2 separate regions of the Mus musculus genome follow, and region 1 is linked to region 2. The links are chromatin contacts, called in public promoter capture Hi-C maps. All regions are on one chromosome and are shown on one strand. The core of a region is the stretch at or near the end of the contact, and the rest is flanking DNA. Distances in the headings are between cores, read along the strand shown. Region 1 overlaps Sardh (sarcosine dehydrogenase). Region 2 has its middle 8.1 kb from the start of Gm13398.

The links. Capture Hi-C pulls out chosen DNA fragments and counts their contacts.
Region 1: a promoter capture Hi-C map of liver shows a contact between it and region 2. The contact joins two enhancer-like sites. A contact is called at or near these places in 7 of 39 promoter capture datasets (the C10 cell line, the HPC-7 cell line, cranial neural crest and 4 more), 1 of 15 datasets of contacts at CTCF or cohesin (large pre-B cells), 7 of 484 Hi-C or Micro-C datasets (bone marrow-derived macrophages, embryonic fibroblasts, forebrain and 2 more), 6 of 115 datasets of contacts at active chromatin or transcription factors (T-cell acute lymphoblastic leukemia, VIP interneurons, heart atrium and 3 more) and 3 of 9 other capture datasets (adipose tissue, liver and pancreatic islet).

What each region holds. Positions count from the first base shown.
Region 1 is chr2:27,204,463-27,210,181 of GRCm38.p6, forward strand. All of the region lies in intron 17 of Sardh (sarcosine dehydrogenase), which reads right to left. Among named protein-coding and RNA genes, the nearest start is that of Sardh, 40 kb to the right of the region's middle. Within about 2 kb of position 2,144, at least 57 of the 459 cell types and tissues checked have an H3K27ac peak or open chromatin away from gene starts, as enhancers often do. A contact at or near this core is called in VIP interneurons, adipose tissue, heart atrium and 1 more, where this site is marked.
Region 2 is chr2:27,041,912-27,047,701 of GRCm38.p6, forward strand. No RefSeq gene overlaps it. Among named protein-coding and RNA genes, the nearest start is that of Gm13398, 8.1 kb to the left of the region's middle. Within about 2 kb of position 1,755, at least 28 of the 459 cell types and tissues checked have an H3K27ac peak or open chromatin away from gene starts, as enhancers often do. A contact at or near this core is called in VIP interneurons, adipose tissue, heart atrium and 1 more, where this site is marked.

The DNA of each region.
Region 1 (5,719 bases), core at 894-3,393, 160 kb after region 2:
CTCAGCCTAGCCTCAGCTGCAGTTTGAAGACCCTGGTGGTGTCAGGACAGGGAAGGCCAAGCCATTCCTGGGAAATTCCCTGAACATGTGCCAGAGTGGGGTCTCGAGAAGACACGTCCTGCCTAGGCCTTTACAGTCACACTGTCCCACAGCACAGTAAGTATATGCTCTGAACTCAGTCATTCTTAAATAAATAAGGACCCTCCCAGAGGCCCAAACTCACAGGAGAGGGGAAGGAAGCTGGTGGCAGAACTGAGGAAAGTTCATCCTATCCCTCAGGAGACAGCCAAGATACTCGAAGTGTAAGCACACTAGCCAGGGACAGGACTTGACCCAGTGCACATGTCTGGCTTGGAGGCTCGCAGGGTGGGAGGTAAGGATGGTCGTGATTCTCATGATGATGGTACCAGTGTGCTCACAGGGATGGTGCTGGTGGTGGTGGTCATGGTGATGGTGGTGGTCATGGTGATGATGGGTGTGGGGTGGTAATGGCGTTGGTAGTGGTGATGGTGATGGTGCTTGTGGTGGTGAGAAAGACAACGGCCATCATAATAATCAACACTATCATAATGCTGTTGGTAGTAAGGCTGATGATGGTGGCAGTAATAGAGGTATTGGTGGAGGGGTGACGATGATGATGGTGATGGTGGGAATAGTATTAGAGATGATGGCAGCGGTGGTGGTAATAATGATAACGGCAATGGTGGTGGTGATAGTGATGTCAGTAGCACTAATGGCGGTGGTGGCAGTGGTTGTGATAAAGATGTGGTAATAGTAATGACAAAGGCATTGGTGGTGGTAGTAATGGTGACAAGGATAATGGTGTTGATGGTGGCTATGGTAATGATAAAAGCGGTATTGGTGACTGTAGAGATGATGGTGTCAATCACCGTGATGAGAAAGTGACAGTGGTAATGGTTTGGGTGGCAATGTTTGTGGGACCGGTTATGTGATGGTATAATATGGTGGTGATGATGGCCATAATGATTATAATCCAATCTTCTAGAAATGGGCATAAGCAGACAGTACTTAGCCCACACTGCCTGACGTCTCACCCACAGTTGCTGGCCCTGGGGTCCATCCCTCTGGCCTGAGGAGAACCAGTCATTCCTCTGAGGAAACCCCTGTTGTAGCAGCTCTGACCTGAGATCCTTAAATCCGAGTACCTGGTAAATGTGCCTGCATCCAGACAAGAGCAGTGGGTCACAGAAACCTGGGGAGAAAAGACGTACGCCACTCCCAAATTAGTTCTAAAGTCATCACACACTGAGGTCACACAGGGTGACCCCACCTCATTCCAGCCACGCTGTGTTCCTACATTTTTCTGGCAATCATTTTATCCTCCACTGACAGCTTGAATAGTGGCAGGGAACACATGCCCAGACTGCGGATGCCGTATCTCTCTTGGCTGCGGCACAGAATTAGAGCAGAACATTCTATGGCTGTCTAAGGAAGGGATGAGCAGATCTGTGCTGGCCTCACAGCCCAAGTTTCTAGGCAGCTGTACTCTACGTGAATGCATTCTCGCTGGGACTCCATGGTTTATCAAATGCATGCGGTGTGAGCCTGTTCTATCCTGGGCAAATGGAGCCACAGCAGCGACAAGCTAGGGCTTCTTCACTGCCAGGAAAGAAATCCAATTTCCTCCTGATTTGAAATTAATTTTCAGAGGGAAATTGCTTTATTGTTATGCCTTGTGATGACTCCCAGCCTGGAGCTTGCTGGTTTGCTAAGAGGGGCCTGTTCTCTACTTGGGGGCAGGGTGTCCTCAGCGGAGGTGCCGGAGGTGCCGAGAACACCATGTCTGACCCAGTACTGGCTGAGCTGAGCTCTGGGAGACTCGCCGGGAAAGCTCTTCCCCGCTGGGGAATCTCGCTGGCCTTGAGGCAACTATGTGAGGAGCAAAGGCAGCTGGTCTGTTGGCTGCTGAGTGGACACTCACTTTCCCCAGCCCTCTTCTTCCTCTAGGAATCCAAAGACTGTAGATGTCTGGCCCAAGCAAAGGCATCTCAGAGAAGTGCTATTGCAAAAGTCAGTGCGTGTGGCTGGGCATCTCTGACCAGGTCCTGTCATGAGTGGAACCTGGCAGCCACAGCAGGGTCCTGGGCCTTGGTCCACAGGACAGGGTCTGCGGAACTTGGCGCTCACCAAAGTCATTGCTCACGTCTCTGCTCGACCTGGCATTTGCTGACTACGCAGACACACACATTCCTCTCCTGCAGCTGGTGGGCTAGACGCCAACTGATCTATAAATACGTGGCCTGGCTCCATGTTCTGGCCCCAGAGCCTCCACATGCTGATGGACAGTTTGTCAACACAGTTTTAAGCCAGCACAAGATATCACTTAGAATATGAAATTTCCCCTGGATTCCAAGAGGATTCAGTATTTGAGCAGATATATGTGACGCACCACAAAGCACTTTTGACATTGTCTAGACTTTGTACTGTTGCCGAGGAAACTGAGGCCCAAGAAGACAGGCATAAGACTCCAGGCCAACAGGCCAACATCTACCTCCCTGTTCTGAGGGTCAGGGTAGCGCAGAAGTGTTGGTATATACTACCCTTTCATATCTGTTGCCCAGCTCCCTGTTCCCTCCCCCACTTGCCTGTGTGCCCCACCTCTGGGGTCAGGGCAGTGACCAGCCAGCCTCTACAGCTTGAAGTGCCACCAGAGGCTAAACTGTCACTTATTGTTGGCTAAGTTATGGAGAGGCTTAAGCCACTGAGGTGTGTGTCCTGAGCCACACTGAGAGACAACTTTCCAGGTCAGCCCAAACCATAGCATGGACGCCACCGGAACAGTCTTGTTCTCTTTGGCCTAACCCTCTTTCAGGCCCTTGGGAGAAGGTGGGGTCACTGGGACAGGAGTCCCTGGCAGGGCACAGTCTTACGTAACCTCAGCTGCAGCCTGTGCCTCCACTCCTACTCTAGCCTGCATGTCCCTGGAGCTCTGTTCAATGACCTGGCAAGCCCTGTCCTCAGAGATCCTCCCAACTGTGTGGCCATGATCTCTGAGGAAGCAGGATAAGCGAGAATAGCTAGCTGTGCTCAGGACCAGGCGTCAAGTGTTTCTGGGTGTTTCAAATCTACCCCACGGCAGACTTTTCTTGTGTTATAGTGAACCATACATTATGAGACTAGCTCATCTTCTCAGGGAAGTGGCCCCCAGGCTCATGGTTGCTGGCAGCTGGGCAACAAGACACTGGCATCTCCACGTCAAACTTAACAAAGGCCCAATCCTCCCTGTGAGCACTTCCAGGGACTCTCAGTCCATCCCCTGGGCAGTGGCAGCCATTCTCCACTGCCCTGAGCTGCAGCTGCAAGCTCCCTTGAGCCTATGGGTGGGGATGCACTCACAGAGAGCGGGCTGCACCTTCCTTCTCATCACTAGGTCTGGCCCAGTCCCACAGGTGCTTTTAGCCAACACATCTGGAATTCATTCTAGAGCCAGGGGAGGGGCTGCTGGGGGGTGGGGCAGCTGTACAATAGGAATACACCAAGGGTTCAGATCCAAACACTAGAACTCTGATGGTCCACACTGGTGCCATATGTACACGGTACCAGGAGGTACATTGGCAGAAACTGCCAGGGAGCCAGCTTTGACGAGGCATTGCCAATGTCTGGCCTCAAAGACATGGGCCCATCCATCTGATAGCCCCACTGTGTGACCAGCTGGTTGAAATAGGACCCAGAGTCGTCCCATGTTGGATGCTCTCTCATGTACCATGTTCTCCTAGGCATGTAATCCTCAGGGATCTGCAGGATTCTGGGCTTCCCAGCTCACTGCACAATCAGTCTCCCCAAGACAAGAACCCTGGTCTTGAGAGCACAGTCTTCTCCTCTCCTGCCAGATGTAGGACAGCACTGGAAAGGGGTGTGGCCAAGAATAAGCGGGTAGGGCAGGCTGTCTGACTCAGTGGGTTCACTTACCAGTTCCTTTCTCTGGACAGAAAACTCATAGCACCGTGTACAAAGACATCTGCCGCTAGGCTGCTTCCAAGAGAAGACATGGACCCCATGATGTTTGAACGTGGTTACCACTAAGGCAGGGGAGTGGGCAAAGAACAAGCACAACTAGAGAACAGAGCGATGTGAGGACCACGGCCATTGTGCAGAGAACAGGCCTGGCACAGTTACAAACAGGCAGATGTTGTCATGAAGTAGACACACCAGCCTCTAGGGATGGATGGCTGAGCTTTCTTGAGTTTTCTCATATTTTACAACACAGCCAAGCGTTTGGTGACCTGTGCTGGTCAGTGTGTCTTTGCCACATGGAGAAGGCCATCTTTATGTAATCATGCCATGGGCTCTGGACCACAACCCTATTCCAGAGCTGAAAGAAGCAAGGCCGAGTGAGGTCAAGGTTGTGTCCCAAGGATGTGCTACGGAAGTGAGGTCTGAGTTGGACTGGGTACCCAGCCTTTGCTGCACAGCTATGGTTGGAAACAGAATGCTGGTGTTTGTGGCTCTTTCTTTCTTTCTTTTTCTCTCTCTCTCTCTTTCTCTCTCTCTCTTTCCTTTCTTTCTTTCTTTCTTTCCTTTCTTTCTCCTTTCTTTCTTTCTTTCTTTCTTTCTTTCTTTCTTTCTTTCTTTCTTTCTTTCTTTCTTCCTCCTGCTTGTTTTTTATAACGCTGGAGTTGAACCTGGGCTTTCACACACGCCAGACAAGCACTCTACCACTGAGCTACAGCACAGCTCTCTGTTTACTTGTTATTTTGAGGCAGGCTCTTACTAAGTTGACCAGGCTGATCTTGAACGTTCAGTTCTTCTGCCTTGGTGTCTGCACAGCTGGGATGGCAGGCCTATACTGTGAGCCAGGCCATGGGCATTATTTCATATGTATCTTATGCCACCATAAGTCAGCTTGGCAGAGGCACGAGTAGCCAGTGAATACATGATCCCCAGACCAGACACTTACTTTGGGGCTTGGCCTGCCCGTGACCCTGGGCAATATGAGCTGTGTCAGCTCAGCCTGGGCCCTGGCCTAACTCCCAGGCCCCAGGTGAAGATTCCCGGGCAGCCTGGGAGGGCTGGGAGGCAGCCATGGCCAGGACAGGGTCCCATGGGAGGAAGCAGCTGGAGTTGGGAACCCCACGCTGCTCCCCCCACCCGACCCCACGGTGGTCCTGCTAGTGGTGGGAGGATGCTGATCTTGACAGGAGGGGATATATTCCCACCTGGTCTTCCCTCCACGAACATCCAAACCACACACAGGCTGAGGCTGTGCCAAGCCTCGGCACAGTGGAAGCGGGACACGGCTTTCCTTTCCTCCACACAGCAGAACCCAGCCCTGATCAAAACTGGACTCTGGATGCTGAATATACCAACACAAATGCCACCAGGATGCCCTCATGAACAACCCAAGCTAGAGAGTCTGAAGGTCTGGAGGCTGCCATGTCCTAGGACCCCACCCCACTACTCTTTCAGAGCACCTACCCTCTCTGGTCCCAGCAAGCAGCTTTGCATTAATGAGGCAGGAAACAAGCTAGACAGAGAACCCCCACCCCACTTCCTGAACCCTGGTGCAGCTTCCAGAGGGGAGGTGGAGTGCAGCCCACGTGGCGGCCTTTATCACCCGCTCCCGCTGGCAGCATCCTCCTTAGCACTCAGCGCCACTCTGTTTATTTGCTGACAGGTTCCAGCCTGGTCCCAGGATGTCTGGCCCTTTTGTGGGCAGGAATCTCATTCTCCAACTGATAGCCCTCCACATCTCTCCACA
Region 2 (5,790 bases), core at 505-3,004:
TACCTAGGCTCCTAAGAGCAGCTCCTGTTTGTTCCTGGGGTAACCCGGGATCGAACCCTCCCAGTGCGACTTGCCCTCTACAACCTCTGTCTCCTCATCTATACGACTAAGCCTGCAGAGTCTTAGCTGATACCTGTACCTGTCCTGCCCGGCGGGCACCCACCTCCTTGTGGCTAACACCCTCCCCAGGGTGCCGCCAGCTCTGTGGCCACTACGTAGCCACGGCTGCTTTTCTTGCTCAAGAATGACATTACGTTTTTTGGATAGCTGGGTACTTCTGGCCAGAAGTGGGCTAAGCCACAGTGCCACTGCTCTGCCCTGTCCCTCCCTTGAGTATTCACCAGTCTCCTGCCGTCCTGACCAGCCAACGTCAGGGTCAGGTCAAGACCCTGCCTGCTCCTTGTTCAGACTGAGCCCAGTTGGAGCCCCTGGGGCCGCAGGTGGCCTGGCACACTTCCTTTGAGTTATTTTTGGCTGGAGCTGGCCTGTGGACTCCTAGCCAAAAGCAATTAATAAATTTTCATCTTGTTTTGCTGACAGTTTAGATGATGCCCCAAAAAGTTCTGTCGGGAGGCCTGAGGGCACCTCAGGGGAGCAGAGGTGGACACACTACCTCCCCAGGGAGGGAGTGTGTGTGGTTGGAGAGGCAGAGGTGGTCAAGGCTGTCTGTTTATGACTGTGATGTGACCTTTCTGCCCCTATTGTCCTTTGTCCTGTACCAGCAGGGGACATTGCCTCCCACCTACAGCAAAGGACCCTGGGGTGCCCAGGATTTGGCCGCAGTCCTGGAAACTGTTTCGCAAGGGAGGCCAGGGTTTGCTCTGGGAGTGAAGGCTCTGTTTTTTGCCTCTGGGTAGGATTGGCCTTACAGAGGGTGAACCAGGTAGATGCTGGAAAGCTCCAGAACCCAGCTGGGATGGGCTTGAGGCCTTCTTCCTTACCCTGTATCCAGGCAGGATCTGCCCCTGCAGCTGTCCTCTTACCAGCAAACTGAGATGAGAAACAGACTCCAAATGCCCTCACTGCTGGAAGCTGCTGGGGGTGGAGGTGGTGGTTGGAGTGACTCTCGTGGTCTAAGAGCAGCACATCCTAGCCCTAGCCGGCTAGCAGTGGTTACGGTTCATACAGTGCTGAGCCCTTTTGCATTTGGTCTCATGGGTGCACTCCACACTGGCGCCCCTTTCCACCTGATTTCCTCACGTTCTGTCTCCTCTCTCCAGTCATAGACCTCACTGTAAGCAGAATTGAAAGCTGGGGATCCAGCCTCCACAGTGAGACATAGCCTAGCTCTTCATCCACCAGGGCAACAGCCTGCACACACAGCTGACTGGCACTTTCCCTTCAGCCAGTTTCCCAGGGTGCTGTTTGAGTGGTGCCAATTGGACATAGTATCCTAGCATTAAAGATGGGCTGACTACACTAATGCATCATATCATGGGGATTCTCCCATGGAGATGCTGTCTTGGCTATCTGTCTCTGTCTCTCTGTCTCTGTCTCTCTGTCTCTCTCTCTCATTGTTTTTGTTTGTTTGTTTGTTTGGTTGGTTTTTTTTTTGAGTCCCCTTCATCTAGATATAGACTGAAACAAAAATCACAGTCTACTTTGTACTGTCAAGGAAGGACCTTGCCCATTAAGGAGATCCTAGTGTCCAGGGGCTGGTGAATTGTGTGCACGTATACTCAGTACTGGGGCCTGTACTCCTATGACCTGTGCAATGCAGGGCCCTATAGGAGTTGTGGCCAGCAGGGGGCACTTCTGTGCTGGGCCTGGAGCTCTGCTGCTGGCTGATCACAGAGGCTGCTGAGATACTGCTGTTCCCAGACTGAGCAGCACTGAGCATCCAGGCAGGGGCGGCCAGCACTTCTGCTCATCTCTCTTTTTACCCTCTTTTCTCTAGTTAGTAGTATAGGTCCCTCTTTGTGCTGCTCCTCCCAGCTCGACTCTCATCCCTCCTGTTTAAAAGTCTAGACACCATATCTACGTTAACCCCCCCCCCCCAGGCCCTAGGGACCGGGCTGCAGATTGGCTATGTGGAATGGCCGGCAGCTCAGCAGTACTCTGGCTTGAGAATCCATCCTGGTTGCATTTGGATGGTGGGGCTCATGTGAAGGACCCCTCTCTCCCTAGATCTAAGTGTGGCAAGCCTCACACACTTTCCCGGCTAACTAATACTCCAGAACATGCAGGTTCTCAGAGAAAGGCTAGTCCCGATACCAAATGGCCCTTCAGAAGTGCAGAGGGCACTCTCTTGGATACCTAGGGTCCTTAGCCCCAGGATCCAGTGCTCCATCTAATCTGTATGAAGTGCCACGTGCTTCTGTTTGCTCACTGGTGCTCAGGACTGGCATCTGCAAGAGTTCTCCTCCTCCACTTCACCCCCAAAGCTGGCTGGCCTGGTGTAGACTTGACCTGGAACCAGCTCCTGGCCTCTGGGAAGCCCAGCTGTAGCTGCCTTGGCCTTCCCCCCAGCAGGAGCTGAAACCCTTGACTTCTCCAGTCTCTGGCTGGCGAGCAGCAGCCAGGCCTCCGGGAAGGATTCCTGGGGTGCGGTGTTGGTGGCTGGCTGCAGTACAGGGCATGGATCCCTGCAAGGCAGGCTCTCTCCTGGGAACTCTTGTCTGTCTGTCTGTCTGTCTGTCTGTCTGTCTGTCTTGCTCCAGCTGATTGGGTGGTCTGGGAGGGGACAGATGTGAAGCAAGCATGTGTGCAAGCATGTGTAGCTGGTGTCTGGTAGGTACTCATGGGAAACCACACCTCAGGGACACCGTGTGTTTAGGGACCATGCTGGAACAGGACACTGGTGTATCCCTGGAGGGACAAAGGATGTTAGAACCTGCTGTCAAGGCTCTAGTCACTTTTTATTGACCTTGGACACAGCACCCAACTTTCCTGCCCTTTAGAAGCCTCTGCTGTAGAATCGGGTGGCAGCCCAACCCACCAGGAAGGGCCATCTCAGAAGTTAGATGGACTGTTTCCTGCAGTGGATTGGGAACCACAGTGGCCAAAGAGCCAGGCATGAAGCCCAGCAGGGTGCTGCAATGGTCTTTTGTTTATCGGTGTACCTACAGTCCTCTACCACACATGGGTAACTGAGAAAGTTCATGAACTCACCCAGCATCACCACTGACCTCTGTTGCTAGTGAGTTAAAATAGAAATTTAAAGTATTGGTACAGCCTGGATAAGAGGTTGTAAATATGGCTCAGCAGATGCAGGGCTTGCTGCACAAGCTTGACGATCTGGGTTTGGATCCCGCCACCTATGTAAAAGCTGGGTCCAAGAATAACCTCATTTCTGCAGGACAGAGAGAGGCAGAAGCCTGGGGGCTTGCTGGTGAGCCAGACAGCCAAAGCAGCAAGCTCTAGGTCCAGTGAGGAGCCATGTTTAAGAATTAAATAAGGTGGCAAGCCATAAATGAAGATACCCAGGGCCCATCTCTGGCCTCTCCAAGTGTATCTGCACAGACACAAAATAAACAAAGCTGCAAACAGCTAAGACCTGGGTGTTCTTCACACATCATATTCTGAGAACTACTAGATCTGGGCTGAGGACCTGGAGGGGAAACTGAGGCTGTGATACTGAGTCCTGGCTTTTAGGGTTCTGTCAGGCAGGCAGACACCTCCTGAGATGAGTGACTGCAGAGAGAAAGGTGTGTACAAGGCAATCTAGGAGCATGTGACCGGGAAGGAATCAGAGTGTTTGCACACATATATGTGCACACAGAACACACATACACACACAGTTGGGAGTACATGATGCCTGAGTGGGTGTTTGACCTTGACACCTGAATGACAGAGCAGGTAAAGCTGCCTGTCCTGTCCTGTTTAATTTTTGTGAACTTGAAACAAACCTAGACATACCTGAGAAGAAGAAAACTCAACCGAAGAATTTCCTCCATCAGATTGGCCTGTGGGCATGTCCATGGGCCTTTTCTTAATTGTTAGTAGCCAGCTAACATAGGAGGGCCCAGCTGTATGGGCCTGTGGGCCTGGCCAGTATAAAAAAGCTCACTGAGTCACGGGGAACAAGACTATACATAGCACTGTGTGGTCTCTGCTTCAGTTCCTGCCTTGGTTTTCAATGACGTGGGCTGTAACCTGTAAGTCAAGCAAACCCTTTTCTCCCCAGGTTGCTTCTGGTCACAGTGTTTGACACAGCAACAGGAACCAATGAGGATTCTGCCTCTAGAGGTCCTTCAGGCTGGAGGGAGCCAGCAGAGAGCTACAGGGAAGTCTGAGCAGGGATCAGGAGTGGAGAGTGTCCTGGTGGTGTGAGTGGGAGGGCAGCCCTCTCACCCTGGTTCATATGCAGAAGAAAGCTGGCCATTGTAGAGCATAATCAGGATTCAAGGACAGTTTGACCACTTTCTTAAATTCCCACGGTGACATTTCTAGCTACGTCCAAGCCCTTCCCAGCTATCCCCCAGCCCCTTCCCAGCTACCCCCAGCCCCTTTGGGATGATGCCAGCACTCTGACCCTGCTTTACAGTCAGATCTTCACAGTTTGAGAAGACCTCAGAGAAAAGCATGCACGTTCGTCTCTCTGGTTGGGATGAAACTGTCCTCCCACCACAAGCTGGGGGACTGCTTTGTGAAGCTGGGATAGGGCCAGGCAAGCCTGAGGACACGCCGTCCCCTGGCCTGGCTTGCTGGAGTCGGGCCCATGAAGGGAAGGGAATGGAGTCTGACCCTGTGTTCCAGGCAGGGCTGGAGCAGTGTACTTGGATGCAGCTGTGCCCAGCTGTTCCCTAAATGACAGTGGAAACAGTCTGTGTCTTCCTAAGCATCTCTGCTGACTAAGGGGTTCCCCATCATAGGTGCTGGCCCTTCTGGGGGGGGGCTCATGACCCTTGAGTAACAGGAAAGAGGCTAAGACCTTTTGGCTTAGAGTTTAGGGAATGGCACTGGGGAGAGGGGGCTCAGAAGTTGTGTCCACAGCTCTGTTTGATGGCACCCTTCTCTCAGGCTTATTGAAGTCAGTCAAGGGCTCACCCTCTAAGGTTACAGCAGAGAAAAGGCACTGTGACCAGAGAAGGGTCTTCTGGCCAGAGCTTTTTCCAGAGTCTTGCTTGCAGCATCTATCTTCAAAGGCAAGAGAGAAAGTCTACAGATCTCCACCCTGGACCATCCCTGGGTGTTGGGCTTCCATGTGACTGTCTGCTGGGGATCTAGACTCTGAATCTGGGAACTTAGCAGAGGGGACCCACTTGAAGCTCAGGCTGGATAGCCAGTGGGTCCTCATGAACACTGCTATGTGTTCCAGCAGCAGCTTCTTCCCCCAAGGAGCCATCCAGTCAACTCTGGGTCCACTACCAATGGGCACACAAGTACAGAGAGAACTGTTGCTGCCACCCCAGCTGGACCTCCAGGACCTGGAGCAGGGCTGGCTGGGGAAGAATGACTGAACCGGTCAGTTCGATACTCACTCATCTGATGATGATAGATCATACTAAAGACCTCAGAGTCAGGCTGCCTGACTTCCGAAGTCTTACCCTCATCATTCGCCATGCCTTGTTCCCTCATATATAAAATAAGAGACAGAAATCCCCCAGGCCCAAGAGTAGTTGGGAATACAGATTGGGTTTGTGTTTACACAGTGGGTTTACAGAAGAAGAAAACTCAATGTTGAGTGGGTAGGGAGGCAAGAGTGGATCTAGGAGGGATCGTGGTGTGTGTGTGTGTGTATGTGTGTGTGTGTGTGAATATGATCAATATACATGGTATGAAATTCTCAAAGAACCAATAAAACCATGATTACAAAACAAGAGCAGAAAATTCCTAATCCTATTAATA